Linked DNA regions of Mus musculus: regions 2, 3, 4, 5 and 6 are each linked to region 1. A link is a contact called in public HiChIP or PLAC-seq and Micro-C data. All regions are on one chromosome and are shown on one strand. Each heading gives the region's core, a stretch centred on a gene start, on an enhancer-like site or on the middle of the called end of the contact. The rest is flanking DNA. Distances are from core to core; before and after follow the strand shown. Region 1 holds the start of Pthlh (parathyroid hormone-like peptide). Region 2 holds the start of Ppfibp1 (PTPRF interacting protein, binding protein 1 (liprin beta 1)). Region 3 has its middle 21 kb from the start of Gm15762. Region 4 has its middle 40 kb from the start of Gm15762. Region 5 overlaps Ccdc91 (coiled-coil domain containing 91). Region 6 holds the start of Smco2 (single-pass membrane protein with coiled-coil domains 2).

What was found. Hi-C and Micro-C count contacts between places; a contact is called where the count stands out from the background. HiChIP or PLAC-seq counts read pairs in DNA pulled down with a chosen protein or histone mark.
Region 2: a Micro-C map of embryonic stem cells shows a contact between it and region 1, with 3 times the contacts expected there. The contact joins the promoter of Ppfibp1 here to the promoter of Pthlh in region 1. A contact is called at or near these places in 2 of 39 promoter capture datasets (embryonic stem cells and stem cell-derived epiblast-like cells) and 2 of 484 Hi-C or Micro-C datasets (both in embryonic stem cells).
Region 3: a FOXA1 HiChIP or PLAC-seq map of pancreatic cancer cells shows a contact between it and region 1. The contact joins the enhancer-like site here to the promoter of Pthlh in region 1. A contact is called at or near these places in 13 of 39 promoter capture datasets (the 3T3-L1 cell line, 3T3-L1-derived adipocytes, the HPC-7 cell line and 9 more), 2 of 484 Hi-C or Micro-C datasets (nephron progenitors and palatal mesenchyme) and 5 of 115 datasets of contacts at active chromatin or transcription factors (T-cell acute lymphoblastic leukemia, heart atrium, neural tube and 2 more).
Region 4: a contact with region 1 is called in an HNF4G HiChIP or PLAC-seq map of pancreatic cancer cells. The contact joins the enhancer-like site here to the promoter of Pthlh in region 1. A contact is called at or near these places in 9 of 39 promoter capture datasets (the 3T3-L1 cell line, 3T3-L1-derived adipocytes, the SN4741 cell line and 5 more), 1 of 15 datasets of contacts at CTCF or cohesin (the NIH/3T3 cell line), 2 of 115 datasets of contacts at active chromatin or transcription factors (heart atrium and pancreatic cancer cells) and 1 of 9 other capture datasets (adipose tissue).
Region 5: a contact with region 1 is called in an H3K4me3 HiChIP or PLAC-seq map of craniofacial prominence, with 4 times the contacts expected there. The contact joins the enhancer-like site here to the promoter of Pthlh in region 1. A contact is called at or near these places in 3 of 39 promoter capture datasets (the HPC-7 cell line, embryonic stem cells and hippocampal neurons), 1 of 484 Hi-C or Micro-C datasets (nephron progenitors), 2 of 115 datasets of contacts at active chromatin or transcription factors (T-cell acute lymphoblastic leukemia and craniofacial prominence) and 2 of 9 other capture datasets (adipose tissue and embryonic stem cells).
Region 6: a contact with region 1 is called in a Micro-C map of embryonic stem cells, with 2.2 times the contacts expected there. The contact joins the promoter of Smco2 here to the promoter of Pthlh in region 1. A contact is called at or near these places in 4 of 39 promoter capture datasets (the HPC-7 cell line, cranial neural crest, embryonic stem cells and 1 more) and 1 of 484 Hi-C or Micro-C datasets (embryonic stem cells).

What each region holds. Positions count from the first base shown.
Region 1 is chr6:147,262,572-147,265,323 of GRCm38.p6, reverse strand. It overlaps Pthlh (parathyroid hormone-like peptide), which reads left to right and starts at 1,311. Exons shown (of 4, transcript NM_008970.4): 1 at 1,311-1,739; 2 at 1,929-2,054. The coding sequence starts at 1,954.
Region 2 is chr6:146,887,175-146,889,874 of GRCm38.p6, reverse strand. It overlaps Ppfibp1 (PTPRF interacting protein, binding protein 1 (liprin beta 1)), which reads right to left and starts at 1,381. Exons shown (of 31, transcript NM_001355728.1): 1 at 1,192-1,381.
Region 3 is chr6:147,739,933-147,742,632 of GRCm38.p6, reverse strand. No RefSeq gene overlaps it. Among named protein-coding and RNA genes, the nearest start is that of Gm15762, 21 kb to the right of the region's middle. Within about 2 kb of position 1,417, at least 45 of the 459 cell types and tissues checked have an H3K27ac peak or open chromatin away from gene starts, as enhancers often do. A contact at or near this core is called in pancreatic cancer cells, where this site is marked.
Region 4 is chr6:147,758,882-147,761,581 of GRCm38.p6, reverse strand. No RefSeq gene overlaps it. Among named protein-coding and RNA genes, the nearest start is that of Gm15762, 40 kb to the right of the region's middle. Within about 2 kb of position 1,306, at least 44 of the 459 cell types and tissues checked have an H3K27ac peak or open chromatin away from gene starts, as enhancers often do. A contact at or near this core is called in the NIH/3T3 cell line, heart atrium and pancreatic cancer cells, where this site is marked.
Region 5 is chr6:147,573,552-147,576,291 of GRCm38.p6, reverse strand. It overlaps Ccdc91 (coiled-coil domain containing 91), which reads right to left. Exons shown (of 13, transcript NM_025911.2): 8 at 712-819. The region is part of intron 2 of Gm36244 (a long non-coding RNA gene); the gene reads left to right. Among named protein-coding and RNA genes, the nearest start is that of Ccdc91, 99 kb to the right of the region's middle. Within about 2 kb of position 1,296, at least 33 of the 459 cell types and tissues checked have an H3K27ac peak or open chromatin away from gene starts, as enhancers often do. A contact at or near this core is called in craniofacial prominence, where this site is marked.
Region 6 is chr6:146,848,783-146,851,482 of GRCm38.p6, reverse strand. Smco2 (single-pass membrane protein with coiled-coil domains 2) reads right to left here and starts at 1,373. Exons shown (of 10, transcript NM_027059.1): 1 at 1,252-1,373.

The DNA of each region.
Region 1 (2,752 bases), core at 62-2,561:
GGGCTCCCCACTCCAGATCAATTAGGGCTCCAGCATCTTTGGGGAAGGGTTATCACAGAGTGTCACAGGTTCAAACTTTCTCTTTTCGTGCCATGTAAACATGTCTAACAGTTACAAATTCTTAACCACTTAAAGGACGTTATGGAAATTCCCGGGTTTCTTTTTAAGGTGGGAAGAAGCCAACTTTTTTTTTTTTTTTACAAGTATGAAGTTTAAAGGAATCAAGGGAAAGAGACAAGGGCTTCTGATGAGAGGGAACCCCGCCCAAGACAGCTGAAAGCTTTAACTGCTGGCGAGCAGCAAGGCTTAGGGGAGGGGAGGGGTGAGAAGTCCTAGGAGTACCCACCCCAGAAGTCTGTAGAGCATCACAGCCCAGGTCTGACAAAGGTCTTTGAGTGACACTAGCCTCCTAGAGAGTCAGATGAAATTTTCCAGCAGTATTGTCTAGAAGGCAAACTTCTTTGAGTGGTTCCCATGTTCATTTCAGCGTGATCTAGGACCTGGGGGGAAACTAGTATTCACACACACACACACACACACACACACACACACACACACACACACACCTCTAGACCCACAATCAGTAACTCACAACTTTCTCCCCCACCCCCCACCCCCACTCCCTGCCCAGCAGCACTGAGAAGCTGAAGCAAATGGGCACTCAGTGAATCTTTATCAGGACATAGAGTAGGTTATCAGAAGAAGGTGAGAAAGAAGGACTCTGCGCATTCCAGGTCGTCTGTGATCACAAAGTGGGTCTTCTTCCTTGCTCACACACCCGTTCTAGGACCTGCTCCAGACGTGATGTCCCCAACCCTTCCCAAACAGTAAGACCCAAAATCGCCTTTGCTCTTCTGGGTGCTAGGTTTAGTCCCCTCCCCAGGAGAAGGCCACACCAGGCAGGAATGCAGTGCAATGCGAGCTTGCAAGCGAGCTTGGGACTCTTGGGATTCTCAGGCCACCCGGGGTTCCTCCTTGCTGTTTGTAGGGACCTGGACTCCTGGACCTGCCACTCAGGCGACAGCAGGCCGGTTCAGGAGGAGGAGAGCGTCAGATCGGCCCACGCGGGCCAGGACTGGGGTGGGGCTCCGTGGCTCCGGGCTCCCCTGTGCTCCCCGCCCCCGCCGGCCCGCTCACCCCTGCCTGCTCCGCCGGCGCGCGTTCCTCGGGCGCCACCTCTTTGCGACTCGCTCACTTCTCAGCAGGTTGGCCCCGGAGCGTGTGAACCTTCCAGGGCTGGGCTCACAGCTACTCTCCAACCTGCGCCGCCCCAGCTGGGCCGCTCCGCCCCGCTGCCGGAACCCGCCCTCGCGGCCACCTGGCCCTCGCATCCACGACACGCGCGCCTGCAACTTGTTCAAGGGCGTTGTGGAATCAACTTTCCGGAAGCAACCAGCCCACCGAAGGAGGTAGACCGACAGCTATGTATATATACGCGCTCTGCCGCAAGTGGCTGTGCACCCAGAGGCCCGGTGCGCAGGACAGCTGACTCCTGAGGAACACCCGCGTTTGAAGAGGGGTTTGACCTGCCCCACGACCCAGAGTGCTGCCGCCAAGACTAATTAGACATTGCTATGGGAGCCACAGCAACGCGCCACGCATCCCCGACGCCTATGTAAAACGCCCGGTTTTCGCTCTTCTTTCAGAGGAAGCTCTCTGATTGCTTTTTCCCCTCTCGGGTCCCTTTTTGCCTGTGCGGTTTGAGAGAGGCGCAGTTAGAGGCGCTGATTCCTACACAAGTAAGTGCTCAGGGGCTCGGAGACACTTTTTTGCTTTCTTTTTCTTGTTTTCTTTTTTCCTCCTAACTTGTGAGATGCCCTCGACTTTGGAGTGGCTGTTGGGAAGCCACGGGGTTCCAAAAGAGGGAGCGGGGCAGTGCGAGGAAGAGATGGAGAGCCGGGACTGACCCTCGGGTTCCACTCTTGCAGGTCCCCAGAGCCAGCGAGCGGCACGATGCTGCGGAGGCTGGTTCAGCAGTGGAGTGTCCTGGTATTCCTGCTCAGCTACTCCGTGCCCTCCCGCGGGCGTTCGGTGGAGGGGCTTGGCCGCAGGCTGTAAGTACCGGTCTTCCTCCTGGGGTGAGGGGTGGGGAAGACCAGCGCCAGCTGAGGCGGGCGATGCTGAGGAAGCCTAGGGGTCCCTGATGGTCCCAACCTGAGTTGGACACAGTCACGGGGTACCTGCTAGCAAGGGGCTGAGCCCAGGAAAGCCATCTAGAGAGCTGGTGAGACCCCAAAATGGACAGGCACGAAACAAGTTTGATGTGCCTTTCCATAAGAGGGAGTCTTTTTCAGAACCTGGGCCGGCAAGATATCTGTCTGCAGGGAACCACCAAAGTTACTTTATCCACCGAGAGGTTCTGAAACTCAGCAGGAAACTGGGGGATTCAGGAACTGTCTGTGTGCCTCTGTGTGTGTCTGTGTGTGTCTGTGTGTGTCTGTGTGTGTGTCTGTGTGTGTGTCTGTGTGTCTGTGTCTGTGTGTGTGTGTGCGCGCACACAAGCGAGTGGATATGTCTAAATGTGGGTGGCAGTCTGTGTGTGAAAAGCAAAAACGTTGTGTCTAGTTTTATTATGAATGACATAATTTTAAGCATATAAAACAGGACTGTGTTACATAACAAAGCATATTATATAATTTAGTAGTAACAACTTTTTAATGGCAAACGTCCAACTTTAGTATCGATACCATTCAGGAAGGCGGGTGTGCTTGTCTCCAAAATGGACTTTAGGCGTGGAAACTTTCTTTTTCCT
Region 2 (2,700 bases), core at 132-2,631, 380 kb after region 1:
GCTGGTTCTGTAGTAGTGTAGGAGACTGGGCTCAAGCATATGTCCCTGATGGGCATTCTCTTGTAATATGAGGAAACCGAGATTCAGGGTCTGAGCACACTTTCCAAATGTGTGGCGTGGCTCTGCAGTATTATATAGGGATTCTGGGGTTCCACCACAGTCCCCTGACTGGAATCTGGGGTATATTACAGGGAGTCTGGGTCCCATTGCAGTTCCCTGAATGGAGCGTATGGTATTATTGGAGTAGTTCCGGGGTGTGGGGTCCCACGAAAATTCCCTAACTGAAGTCTGTGGTGTGGTGGAGACTCTGGGGTGTAGGGTCCCAGAACACTTCTGTAATTGGAGTTCTGTGGTATCAGAGTCTATGGTGTGGTGGGAGGACAAGTGTGAAATGGGCTCACACTGTCCTGAATGAGTCTGTGGCGTGGTGAGATACCCACTGTGTAAAACTGTGCGCATGTCCCTGACTAGAGTTCCATGGTACTAGGATTCTGGGGTGTTCGGGTCCCAGCACATTTCCCTGACTGGAGTCTGTGGTGTGGTGGGGAGTCCAGGAGTGAGCTGGAAGCACACTTCTCTGACTGGAGGCTGTGGTGTGGTGGGGATTCTGAGGCGTGGGGTCCCAGCACACTTCACTGATTGGAGTTCTGTGATTCAGAGTCTATGGTATGGTGAGGGGACGAGTATGAGATGGGCTTATACTACCCTGGCTGGAGACTGTGGGTGTGTAAGGGGTCGGGGAGTCCGGGTGTGAGCTGGGAGCACACTTCCCTGGCTGCAGGCTGTGGAGGGAAGTCTGGATGTGAGCTGGGAACACACTTCCCTAACTGGAGTCTGGGGGGGGGGGTGCTGGGGGGGGTAGACCGGGTGTGAACTGGGAGCACATCTCCCTGACTGGAGACTGTGGTGTGAAGGAGAGACCGGGTGTGAGCTGGGAGCACACTTCCCTGACTGGAGTCTGTGGAGGGGAGTCTGGGTGTGAGCTGGGAGCACACTTCCCTGACTGGAGTCTCTGGGGGAGTCCGAGCACACTTCCCTGACTGGAGTTCTGTGCTGTGGGGAGTCCGGGTGAGGGAACCGAGGACCCAGACGAGCCCTTCCTGTCACCCCGAAGCTGCTGCCCCCCACTCACTAGAGATCCCCGAGAACGCGGGCGCGGGTCGCAGAAGGAACCGCCCGCGGCTGGCTTACCTGAGGCGGAGGGCCGCCGAGCTCCACAAGTTGCAGTTCCGCCTCCCGGGACCCGCCCGGCTGCCAGATCGCCACTCTCGACGCGGCCGCCCCCGCGCCCTACACGGCGACAGGAGCCGGGGCCGGAGCACAGCGCCCGGCTGACATCACCGCCGCCCAGGTGCCGCCTCCCCTCGGTCCTCCTCGTCCCACCGCCCCGCCCCTCCCCCGGCGGGAACCAGCCCCAGGGGCGGAGGGGGCGGGGCCTCGCGCTTGCGGCCCGCTGATTGGCCGGGCGCGCGGTCACTCCGAGGCGGCGCCTGGTCTCCCACATTCCTGGCCGAGCCCAGCGGAGCTGGGAGTGGGCGTCGGTGGGGAGCGCGCCCGGTCCGCTGCGGTCCGTAGGGCGCGGATAAAGGGCTGCGCTGAGCCGGGCGGTCGCTCGCAGCTCTTCCCGGGTCAGAAGCGACGCTCATCCCGAAAGAACGCCTCTGTGTCGCGGACCGAGCGGACGTGGCGGGCGGGGAGCCCCGCGGATAAAGTAAAAGGCCCCGGAGGGGAAACTGAGGACTTACAGAGACTGAGCGGACGAGGATCCCAGAGGTGGCCACCCTAGTTCCGCGTGGTCATCTAGCGGCGCTCAACCACGTGGCTGCTTTTGCATTTAGTAACGAGACAAAAATAAAAATAAAAAGACACGCAAGCTTCCAGAGAAATAAAATGAACTCTCCAGAGGGAGGGGGTAAATGTTTTACTATTTATATTTTTTCGAGGTTTTCCCCCCCTCTCCCCCCCCCCGCTGTGACACATATCAAGGCTGGTCTTCAAATTGTTATCTTTTTACCTTAGCCTTCCTAATAGCTGAGGTTACAGGCCCACACTCAGCAATAACCTGCTTTTTAAAGATTTTTTATTATTATTTTTGTTGGAGTTTGTTGTTGTTGTTTGTCCTGTCGTGAAACTGTGTGTGGACCAGACTGGTCTTGAACAGCTATCTGCCTGCCTCCGCCTCAAACTATTCAAATCAAAGATGTGTACCACCACACCCAGCTATTTTTGTTATTTTGTTTAATTATGTGTAGTATGTGTGTGTACCCATGGAGGCTAGAAGCATTGAATTCTCCCAGTTGTGAGATAGGGGCTGTGGGCTGAACTCAAGTGTTTCTGCAAAAAGAGCAGAAGAGGTTAACTGTTTGGCCATCTCTTCAGGCCCTATGCTGAACTTTTTAAGTCCCATAAGGCTTCTGTTTTGATGCACAACTGAAAAGGGAGAACCCTCACAACTGAGTTCAAACCACATGATAATAATTACTGTTGAACCAATTGCAGTGACTGAGCTAACAATTAAGAATTAACTACTATTTACCCTCTGGTGGATATCAGCTGTGTAATCCTCTTGGCTGCAAAGTCAGGGAGATTCTCAGGAGCCCTTCTTTCAGTTTCCCCTGTCAGACCCAGAACTGAACTGAATAATGAAAAGCAGCTTTATGGATACAGAATATGATTAGTTTCTGTTAGCTTTTTGTTGGC
Region 3 (2,700 bases), core at 168-2,667, 480 kb before region 1:
GACACCAACTAGGCAGCATACCCTAGCTGGTCTGAGGCCCCCAAAACATATACAGCAGAGGACTGCCTGGTCTGGCCTCAGTGGGAGAAGACCTGCCTAACCCTCAAGAGAATTGAGTCCTCAGGGAGTGGGGAGGTCTGGTGTGGGGGGGGGGCATCCTCTTGGAAACAGGGGGAGGAAGAATGGGATGTGGAACTGTTGGAGGGCAGACCAGGAAGGGGTAAAAACTGAACTGTAAAAAAATAAAAGTAATAAAGAAACAATCAAGGGCCCCCACAGGTGTGGGTCCTGTTACATATCGGATGAGATACTGGCTAGGCCTGGCTAATGAGGGAGCAGATGGGATAAGCCTGGGTTCTATGCAGAATTGGGGTGTTTGCCTTTCAGACTAAGACACTTTATGCCCAAAGCATTAGATTTATATTTAATGTGCAGCACATACACATATAAGCAAACTTTTAAATTTTCTCAGATTTCGTTACCTCATTTAGATGAGAAAAAAATCCCTTCATATTATAAAATTCTTGTCGAGATTAAATATAAAACTACATGAAAATGATTCATGTCATATCTAACATGTATAAAACACTCAGAAGTCACTAAATGCCATTCCTTTTTATCTCTCTGGCAATAGGAGAACAAAAAAACAAAAGACCTCATAGTCACAAACTTGAATTTAATTTAAAAGTGTGTCCTAAAGGTCACAGCCCTCTCCAGTTCCCACATCCCTTCATTAAAACTCGAAAGAAAGGAAGAAAGAAAGACTAAGAAAAGCAACAACTGCAGAAACTCCTATACCTAACATGGCTCTACAAAGTTTCACAGTAAATTCTTTAAAATCCATGAACTTAAACAATAGACAAAGCAACGGCACAACTGTAAACAAAAAAGGAGGAACGCAGCCCCAGTGCCAGGAGGATTTGACTGAATGAATCACACAGAAGGGAATGAAATGTGTGTTCTCTGGTTACACAACACAGCCTCCACCCTCTGAATCAGAGCTGCAAATGACTCCAAAAAAGGTAGACTCTGTCTGCCCCCACATCAGGGATGCGCGCTCCTCAGGAAGACAGGAACTCAATACGAGGCGCATAGGCCAGTGTACCAGGAGGCAGAGGCAGTGCCATGTTTCTCTACTCTTCCAACACAACGAACACCACCTCTTCTCACCTCTTTTTGGAAACCAGACTCCTAGACATGCTGTAAGAAGCTGTGAGGTCACAGGTGTAGGTCTGTATTTAGGATAATTTTAGCCAACGAATGAAAGCTTTGCAAGAAGGTACAAAGGAGCAAACTCAGGTCTGAGACCTTTACTTCTGTCCTTCCCATTATTTTCCACTGGACGGGGTCTCATGTGTCCCACGACATTCTTGAAGGATGACCTTGAATTCCTGATGCTTCTGCCTCGACCTCCTGAGTCACAGGATTGCAGGCATGTGCTACCATGCGTAGTTTAAACAGTACTAGGTGTTGAACCCAGGGATTCAAGCATGTTAGAGAAGCACTCTACCAATAGGTCATATTCTCAGCCATGTGCTGTCTTGGTCAAAAAAATGCTGTCTGAATCTCAGCTTAGTGATAAAACTAGGCCACCCAAGATACAGAAGATTTAACTTACACCCACGCATGCATGCATGCATGCATGCACATGCACGCAAGAATGCGCGCATGCGCGCAACACTGAGCATGCGCAGAGAGCTAGTTTTACTGTCAGGAGCATGATGGGATAGAAATAAACACATACTCTCAAGCTCTCACCTCTGGTAACATCTGCTTCAGTTCCAAAATTCAATTCTAACTTTGTCGGCCATCTCTTTTGGCAGACCTGTGAGATAAAACAGAAATAGCATCTTTACCAGAGCCCTCGGATTACTGAATACTTGGAGAAAGATAAGGTTGTGCTATTGACTGTGTCATTTAACAGGGTGAAAGGAGGTGAAGGGTCACTGCTCCAGGGCAGGGTCTGTGTCACGTTCAAGGCCTAAGAATACTTCATGCTCTTGACTCTGCCACTAAGTCAGCCTGCTTTACCATGAAAATTAACGCTGCAGGTTTGTACCTGAGTACTTTTTATGAGCCTATCTCCTGATAGTAGAAGACTTTAGTTGGCCCTAGAGCCATCCCTTCTCTCCTGACTTAAGAACTGTGTGTGGCAACCAGGAACTAAGGGTGGTCTATAGCTAACAACCACAAAGAAACTGAAGCCCTCCTCCCGACAATCACAAGGAACAGAATTATGCCAACACCAGCGTATGCTTGGAAGCTGGCCCTCCCAGCTGAGCCGGTAAGTGCACAGCCTCTGCTGACATTCGATTAGAGCCATGTGAGACCCAAAGTTGGGAACGCATCTCAGCAGTATCTGTTTTCATAACATGCAGAAAATGTGAGATAATAAACGGGTGTGTTGTTTGAAGCAGAGAGTTATGGTAACATTGCCATGGCAGTGGGAACAGACACAGATAGGATTAGCAAATCAACTCTGACGGCTCTGCACGGAACTCTTTTCGCATCGCATTTCAGACCTGGATCCATTTTGCTGTGTATAAAGATTATATTGAGGCAGATTTTATATATCATATCATTTTTCATGCATTGATGATTTTAGTATGTCTTGGGAACGTAAGAGCTCCTTTATATGACAGCCATATGGTACTATCCTATCTGACCAGTGCAGTAAAGCACCATCTTTAATATCATCAA
Region 4 (2,700 bases), core at 57-2,556, 500 kb before region 1:
GCTGGCCAAAAGGATGAACTTCTACTCCATTGAGGCTTTGGTTCAAGTCAGGAGAGATGGTGGAAGAAGATGATTGGAATCCCCCCTTAGGCAAATAGGCATCACACACATCTGCACAATATATACACATACATATGTATATAAACACATATACACATGCAGCACATAAATATGACACAACACACACAACACACACATATACACACAACACATACATATAACACACAAGCAACACACACCTACAGCACACAAACCCATACCTATTAATACATATATAAATCACATATAATACGAATACCATATTCACATGACACACAAATGTAACACATAACTACACATACATGCCACATATATACACAGAAACTTTATAATGTGAGGTTTTAAGTGATGACAGGTTTGATTTTCTTTGATTTCATAGAAAGTATCTTTAATGATGAAGTACAGTGCTTGTCCAGGAGCCTGTGTCATTGATCAAAGGCTCTGAGGTTGTCATTCCAAATCCACCTTTTGCTCAGCATCTAAACCCATCTGAACCTCCCATGCTATGCACTCCCCAGGGTCATGTTTGATGCCCTCCAGGGGACAATTGATGGCATGTTATCCATGTGTGTCAAGGCCTGCCTAGCCCTCTTTGGTAGGAAATCTCTCCACTCACAGCCCTCTTCTAAAGGTAAACAGATTGCTAAGCTTCAATGCCATTGTGGTCAGGAAAGTCTGAGGGCTATAGGAAAATGTGTCCCTGGCACACACACAGGGAAACGCTGCTCTGTATTTGAACCACGCAAGATATCATGAAACTCTACAACTGAAAGCAAGATACATCTGTGTAGAGCATACTTGTTCCCAGTTCACTGGGAAGCTCTTATGAGACAAACAGTACTATCTCTCCTCAATTGAAATTATTAAATGTTCTGCCTTGTGGGTTTTTATACTAGCTTAAACATTGTACTAGGAACATAGAATATATCTTTTATCTTTATTACAGACAGTAAGTACTCTGTTAAGTTTTATATCCAAAGAGTGTTTCACTCTTTCTGCCCAATTGTGGTCTTGTTTAATACCAACTTCCCAGGCTCAGCCAACTGAAACCGTGTGTCCTTTGCACTCAAGGACGGCCTTTGAGAGAGATGTACCCCAGCTCTCTTCTGCTGTTATGAAAACTGCCAAGGCAAACACAGCCCAGAAAAATACTAGAGCAATCACAGGAAGGGGCACATCATCTCCTCTCACTGCCCCATTCTCTTGCTGTGACCAAGTCCCCTCCAGTGGGAGGGATCTGGGCAGGGCAGGAAGGAGAGTTCTCAGAGCTGAGTCACCTAGTAACTTGATAAGAAAGTCAGTTGTGACAATTAGGAAAGTCAGCCTTGCAAAGTGGGGTCTTAAGTGACTCATTTGGTTTTTTTTTTCTTTTCATATATATGTGTGTGTGTGTGTGTGTGTGTGTGTGTGTGTGTCCTCCAGGACCTGGATCATAGGGGCTTTTCCTGATACTTCTGTGTGCAGCAGCCCCTTGCTACACTTTCTAATGGGCTGTCCCCTGGCATCTCAACCTCAGTCATCTCTGGATTCTTCTAGGTCCCTACATAGCACAGCAATGTAACACTGAAATCATTTCAGAGGTCAGAAACCCCAAACCAAGTCAGAGACCTTCTCCATCAAAGGCCATAACCACCCTACTCAGCCACACACTAAGGAGGGAAAGCCATTTACTTTTATGGACTATAAGCTTTAATAAATAATAATTGTCATCATCAGTTATGACCATTCATCCAAAGTGGCTTGAACATTAATAAAAATATCCTTGTTTCTCACCGGCTCGCTTCTGGTGCCAGGAAGACCAGTGTGCTCACTCCCTTCCTTTCAATCATAAACGCAGCTTATCTCCTGGGAACAAGACCTTCTCCCAGGCTGTACCTGCACCTCCCATAACCGTAAACATGCAAGTAGATTCGGTGCAGTGGGTGGATATTCCTTCCAAGCTAGTGGAAAATTTGTACGGCCAGTTTTTAGAAACTGGGCAATGAGTACCTGTGAGATCCAGAAATACGTTTCACCACAGTTTTCAAGTGTATGTCTGACCTCCCTAAATAAGCTTTAAGTTCCTTGTGGGAAGATTCATGTCTTAAATGAATCCTACTCTCTGGAATGTCGGATGTAATATGCAAATTTCTCTTCCAGGTGTAATAAGCTATACTACATTGAGTGTCTTTGCATCTGTTAAAATGTGTTACATTCTGTTTGGGCCAGACAATGCAGGTGGGGAGGGTGCGGAGGTGGGGGTAGGAGACAAATGAGCTGCTTCCTCACTTCTCCTTAAGGGCCTGGAAGACGGAGAAACAGGTAGTTGGGGATGATTGATGCCTAGTTTGGGCTAGGTTACAGCAGTACATGGAAGAGGAGTTGAGCTGTAGGTCTGGTTTATGAAGACCTACATAAAAGCTATTATGAAGATAGCTTTTGCAAGATGCTCTGTCAAGCAAGAAGACACTGAGCTGCTATTTTGAGTAGGCAACCCAGTCCTGCATCATGTGTGAACAGATGATCTGGTCTCATGGAAGAGAGGGCAAATCCAGACAGGGTGAGTTGAATGGAGGGAACATGAAGGTGGACTTGCACACTGGGGATCAAAGGTTGAAGGGATCTCTGTTAAAGGGATCCCTGAGGTGTATGCTAACTCTGTCTACATCACAATACCTCTGG
Region 5 (2,740 bases), core at 47-2,546, 310 kb before region 1:
ACACACACAGAGAGAGAGAGAGAGAGAGAGAGAGAGAGAATCTTTAACAGAACAGATCCCTACTTGACTCTAGCCTATCCATAAACCTCCACCAAATTTTATACTTAACTTTGATTCCTCAACTGTAGTTAATTTTCTTCCTAACCTATTAAAAAGCTGCTTCCATTTTCCAAGTTTTATGTCATAAAGCATCACAAAGAAGTATCTTACAAATATTACTGACTATGGTATACCCATAAAAGTTCTTCGATTAGCAGCTTAATTTCTATAAAGTAGCTCAGTGTTTTAACTTTTAAAAACATTAAAAATTTCACAAAGAAACTATTACTTAAGAAAATTATTAAAAACTCCAAAATTAATACGTATTTTCCCTGTTAGCTTATATTTTGTTTTGTAAGCATCTGTGAAAAATTAATCTTACATTCTGAACACCAGCTATCTCTCTGCTTCTGTGACTTTGTCTACCTTAATATAACCCAGAAATGGAAATGAGAGTGATCATGGATTAAGGGGAAACCCACGTAGTGTAGGCCTTTTGGCCCTGTTTGTCCTAGTCTATCATAAAGTTCTCTAACTACATTTATTCAAGGGTACTTGTTTTCCAAGATACATCAAGGAGCATGGACGGCTGGCAGCTGATAGAGAAGAGCCTGAAGTCTGGAGGAGGGAGGCAGGGGGAGCGCTGGTGTGTGGAGGGCACACAGTCAGTACCTGAGCATGCAGGAGCTCCTCACACCGGTGAGCTTGCTTCTCGATTGCAGACACATATTGCTTCTCGATGGCATCTAGCTGCTGCTTAACTGAAGACTGCAGAAGTGCCTAGGGAAAAAAAAAAAAAAAAAAGCTTGGATCAGACAACCTGGAGCTGACTGCTGGCATGAGAGTCTTTGACAGCTCTGCATCTCAGTAGGGCAATCTGCACTCCCGAACCCACACACACACACACGACAGCAGGGTGCACTGACACGGGACATTAAGCATCTATCTTTAGGTTTTATTGCTGCTAATACTACACTTTTTTGGCTCGGATTCTACACACCTTCTCCTTAAAAAAGTCAAGCCGTAGACAATGATAAAGAGAGTAAATAGTTTTGTTAAATAGCAATTCAGTTCAGTAGACCACACAGGATGAGGAGCAAATGAAAGTTGGGGGTGGGGGGAGGGTTGGTAAGGGGAGGAAGAAAAGCCAGACATATTTCACTGGCTGACAAAACTCCACATCCTCTGGGCACACTGCAGTACCCATGGGCCAAGCATGATCTTCGAGACCACAAGGCAAGTGGAAGCAGATGGAGGCTCTGAGTGATTTCACTGAAGCCTGCCCCCCAGGATGCTCATGCCCCCAACATGAAAGGGTGGAGGCTGGGTATGTGTGAGCCCGCCATACAGCAGTACTCAGAGGGCGAGCAGGGCTTGTGAGACAGAACTGTATAATGTGGTGGACACGGGAGGCCAGGGAAGGACATAAGAAAATCAAGCTGGCAAGTGGTGGGGCCAACAGCCCCTTCCTGGACATGTTTACATGCCAACTCTTCTTTTCCCTTCTAAGCACTGTGTGAGTGTAACATGTTTCCATAGTGCCTTATATGCTATTTATAGACTCTAACATCCTAAACGTGCATCAGGGCTCTTTAGCACATACTCTGTTGTTAGACCTATGCTATAATAAACTATTCACAGTCAGAACAGCAACTGAAGGCAGACACATCTTATGGGAAACAGACCTTTGGCATATTCACCAGTAAAAAAGTGAGCCAAATCTCTTAATCTTTGTTTTGAAAATAGACTTATTCAGTTGGAAACAACATGCATCAAAATCCTAAATAAATAGGCATGCATTTATTTTTTTTTTTAACAAACTAAAAATACTTTTTAAACCTCTGGATAAGTCTCAGATGTTCAGAAAAAAAAAAAAAAGCAATGGGAGCTGTGAGGCTGCTGTCGTAGCTCCATTTCAGGCCCAAGCAGGGAAAGAGACACAGTGCTCCCTCAGGGCAACTGTTTCCTGAAGCTGCTTCAGTCCAGGTTGACAACCTAAAGCAGTAGAAGAAATGGTGGACAGAGAAGCCAAAATTAAGCCTCTGAGCTGGGACTAAATGCTGTAAATCTCTAATTTTCCTCTCACAAAATTATTATTTACTAAATTTTTTTATAAAAATTATTTTCAGTGTTTTGTTCTGTTCTGTTTTGTTTGAGACAAGGTCTCACTATACATATAGCCTTGCTTGGCCTGGACCTGACTATGTAGACCAGGCTGGAGGTGAACTCACAGAAATCTGCCTGCCTTTGCCTTTCAAGTTCTGGGATTAAAGATGTGTCACCATGTTTGGCATAAAAAAATTAATTAAAGGATGATATAGATACTTTTCTTGAAATGGCAGGTCTTTTATAAGGAGTATCTTCTTGTTTTGAGAAGGGGTGTCAGATAGCCAAGGTTGCCCTCAAACTCACTATATTAGTTTCTTCTCCTGCCCCCACCTCCCAAGTCCTGGGAGGTCAAGTGTGTATCCCCACACCTGGCAAAGCTGCCATTCTCTTCTGCAACTTGACAAAACTGTTCAGTGGAAAGAGCTGTTCTCAATTCCCTACTTGTCGTGGTCCAAAACTACCCTAAATTCAAATGGCTAATTCTAATTTCTGGTCAGCTATGTTTTCAGGAAGACAATTAATAAATGGAACAGTCTCTTCCCATAGTGGAGCCACTATCTGAACTGCTGTCTGCCTTCTCCTACTGAGTCAT
Region 6 (2,700 bases), core at 124-2,623, 410 kb after region 1:
ATGAGGCCCTAACTCCAAACAAACACACAGGCAGAGAAGGCTGAGACAGAAACACGTGTGAAAAACTTTAAGAAGGTGATAGGATGAGGGCTCTCTTGGTACGAGAGGCAGATCTCTGGGTCTTGCTAGCTAGCCAGCCTAGCTTAATGAATCCAGAGCTCCAGATCAGTGAGAAACTGTCTCAAAAAAAAAAAAAAAAAAAAAGGAGGTTTTTGAGAGGGCTATGTAGGTAAATGCACTCACTGTCCAGCCTGATGACTTGAGTTCGATCGTCGCCCCTGCAACCCACATGGTGGAGAGAACTGATTCCCACAGAGGTCCTTTGACCTCTGCATGCACGCATGTAAATATCGATGGATTTTAAAGAATTAAAAACAAAGTGGGTAGCAAGCAATATATATCTGCACACCCACGTGTACACAACAGAAAAGGAAATTAATCCGTGTTATATTAATTTCGCATGACATGGTAGAAGTAGTGGTAACAATACTGATTACATACTCAAAGCGCTTTCGCTTTCCTTAGTAAAGCATGTTGGTTACATTGTTTCGCTTTGGTTAGGTAAAGCATGTTCGTTACATTGTTTCATTAAGTCTTACCCTGTGGGGAGGTAACAAGCCAGATCTTGACCGTTCCTGCTTTTACATTAGGAAACTGAGAGCACTGATGACCCATAATTTGTCCAAAGTTTCATTGCTAAGATATAGTGGAAGGGAGATCTAAACTGTCAGGCTGCTTCCCAATTGCCTCTGCTTCCAAAGGTTTGGCAACAGCCTGCTGACCTCCGAGGCAGCCCCACCTTCTGAAGGTAACTTCTGAGTCTACACAACGGGAAGAAGGACAGTCCTCTAAGCCTGGTGTGCAGCGCCAGCACACAGCTCTGTGCTTGTTGAACACACAGAACCTCCCATCCTGCCCAGCCTCACTTTATCAGTACACAGGGAAGTCTGGGGATTTCTCCCTATACTACCCTATTTTTTGTTTTTACTGGTTGACCTTCAAGGCTTTTTGGAATTAATCGATGAGACTGAGTGAACCCTTGTTCTTTTCTCCTCATGCCACAAAAACATTTAGAATTAACACTTTGAAAAAAAAAAGTGTCTTCATCAAAAAGAACTGATCAACTTTAAAAGACAGCCTCTAGCCCATCCCCCGCTGGATAAGTTGGGAGGAGCATGACTTGAATAATCAGGGAGGCAGCACATGAAGGGGCCCACATTCTTCTCCTTTCGATATTGTTACCATTTGTACCTCAGAGTTCCCTGGGACTTTTGGCTGGTGGCAGAGCCTGTCCTAGCTCCTGGGGACGAGAGGCCTTGCAAGTTGTTCCACACCTGAGGAGGAAAGCTTGCAGTTGGGCCTGCTCTCTCTGACATTCTACTTGGAACCCAGCATGCGAAGCTCCTAACTCCCTCCCCTGAGAGGGAAGACAGCAGTGTCCCCTGCCTAGCTCTAACCTGCATCATCACCAGCTCGCCTCTTAGCCTTCTGGTTTCTCCTCTAGGGCTAGGGCCATCTCCCATTCTGCCATCTCTTCATCCATCAACTGGCCTCAGGCACACAGTGACCTGGGGTGCTCTGACCTCAGCTCCCTCCACCACACAGACACTTTCAACCCCACTGTCTTTTGACCTTGGAGCCTCCAACTTCCTCACCCATGCTCCAAGGCCTCCCACCCAGGGAAGCTGCTCCTCTCTGCCCTGCAGAATAGTTGGCAGTGGTTGCAAGCCTATGGCTCTGACCCTCAACACCCACACCTCCTCTTTTTTTGTATTGTTTTGTTTTTGTTTTTTCTAGACATGGTTTCTCTGTATAGCCCTGGCTGTCCTGGAACTCGCTTTGTAGACCAGGCTGGCCTCGGACTCAGAAACCGCCTGCCTCTGCCTCCCAAGTGCTGGGATTAAAGGCATGCGCCACCACCGCCCGGCCACACTTCCTCTTGAAGTCTATCTACATTTCTCTCTGTCATTTCCAGTCATCATTTGTGGGAAGCCAGAATCCATGGCAGGACCTAACAAGCTGACCGCCATGCCTCTCAACTCCTGAGTCCCTTCTCCTCCACTGGCAGGACAGGGATGGAAGTGGAGCGGCTTACAGGCCTTACCTTTGCATCCTTGTTTGAAGCCTGGTTTTGCCACACACCTGCTGTTTGGTTTGGGGCCAGAGTTAATTACTTTCTCTGGAAGCAGGGTTTGGTAATGGCTTCTGAATTGAACCACTGGAAGGATTAAGGTGATAATTGGGAAGGAGCTGGGAGCTGGGCGGTTGCAGGAGCTCCAGGTAGAGAGCAGGTACCTCGAGGACAGCCATGATTGCTTGCCTGGATGGCTTCCCAGTCTTTCTCCGTAGGTGCTCAGAATCTTATCAAGGGTACTGGAGGATTGTACAGATTTTTAACAGGACCTCTGAGGCCTTGTGCTCACCACCACCTCAGCTTGAAGCTCCAGTCAGGAGCCTCTTTCTTGTGGTCTTTACTTTACCCCACCTGGTTCAGAGGTCAGATTCTGTCCCCTGCTCTCTCTCAGTGCCTGCAGAGACAATCTCCAGCCTTCAGGTTCCTGCCTTGTATCATAACTGCCTTTGTCTTTAGTGGTCCCCGGACTCCATGTTTCTTTAGGGGGAAAATCACAAAAATCCTTCTTTTATTAAAAAAAAATCTATTTATTATTTATTTTATGTATATGAGTACACTGTAGTTGT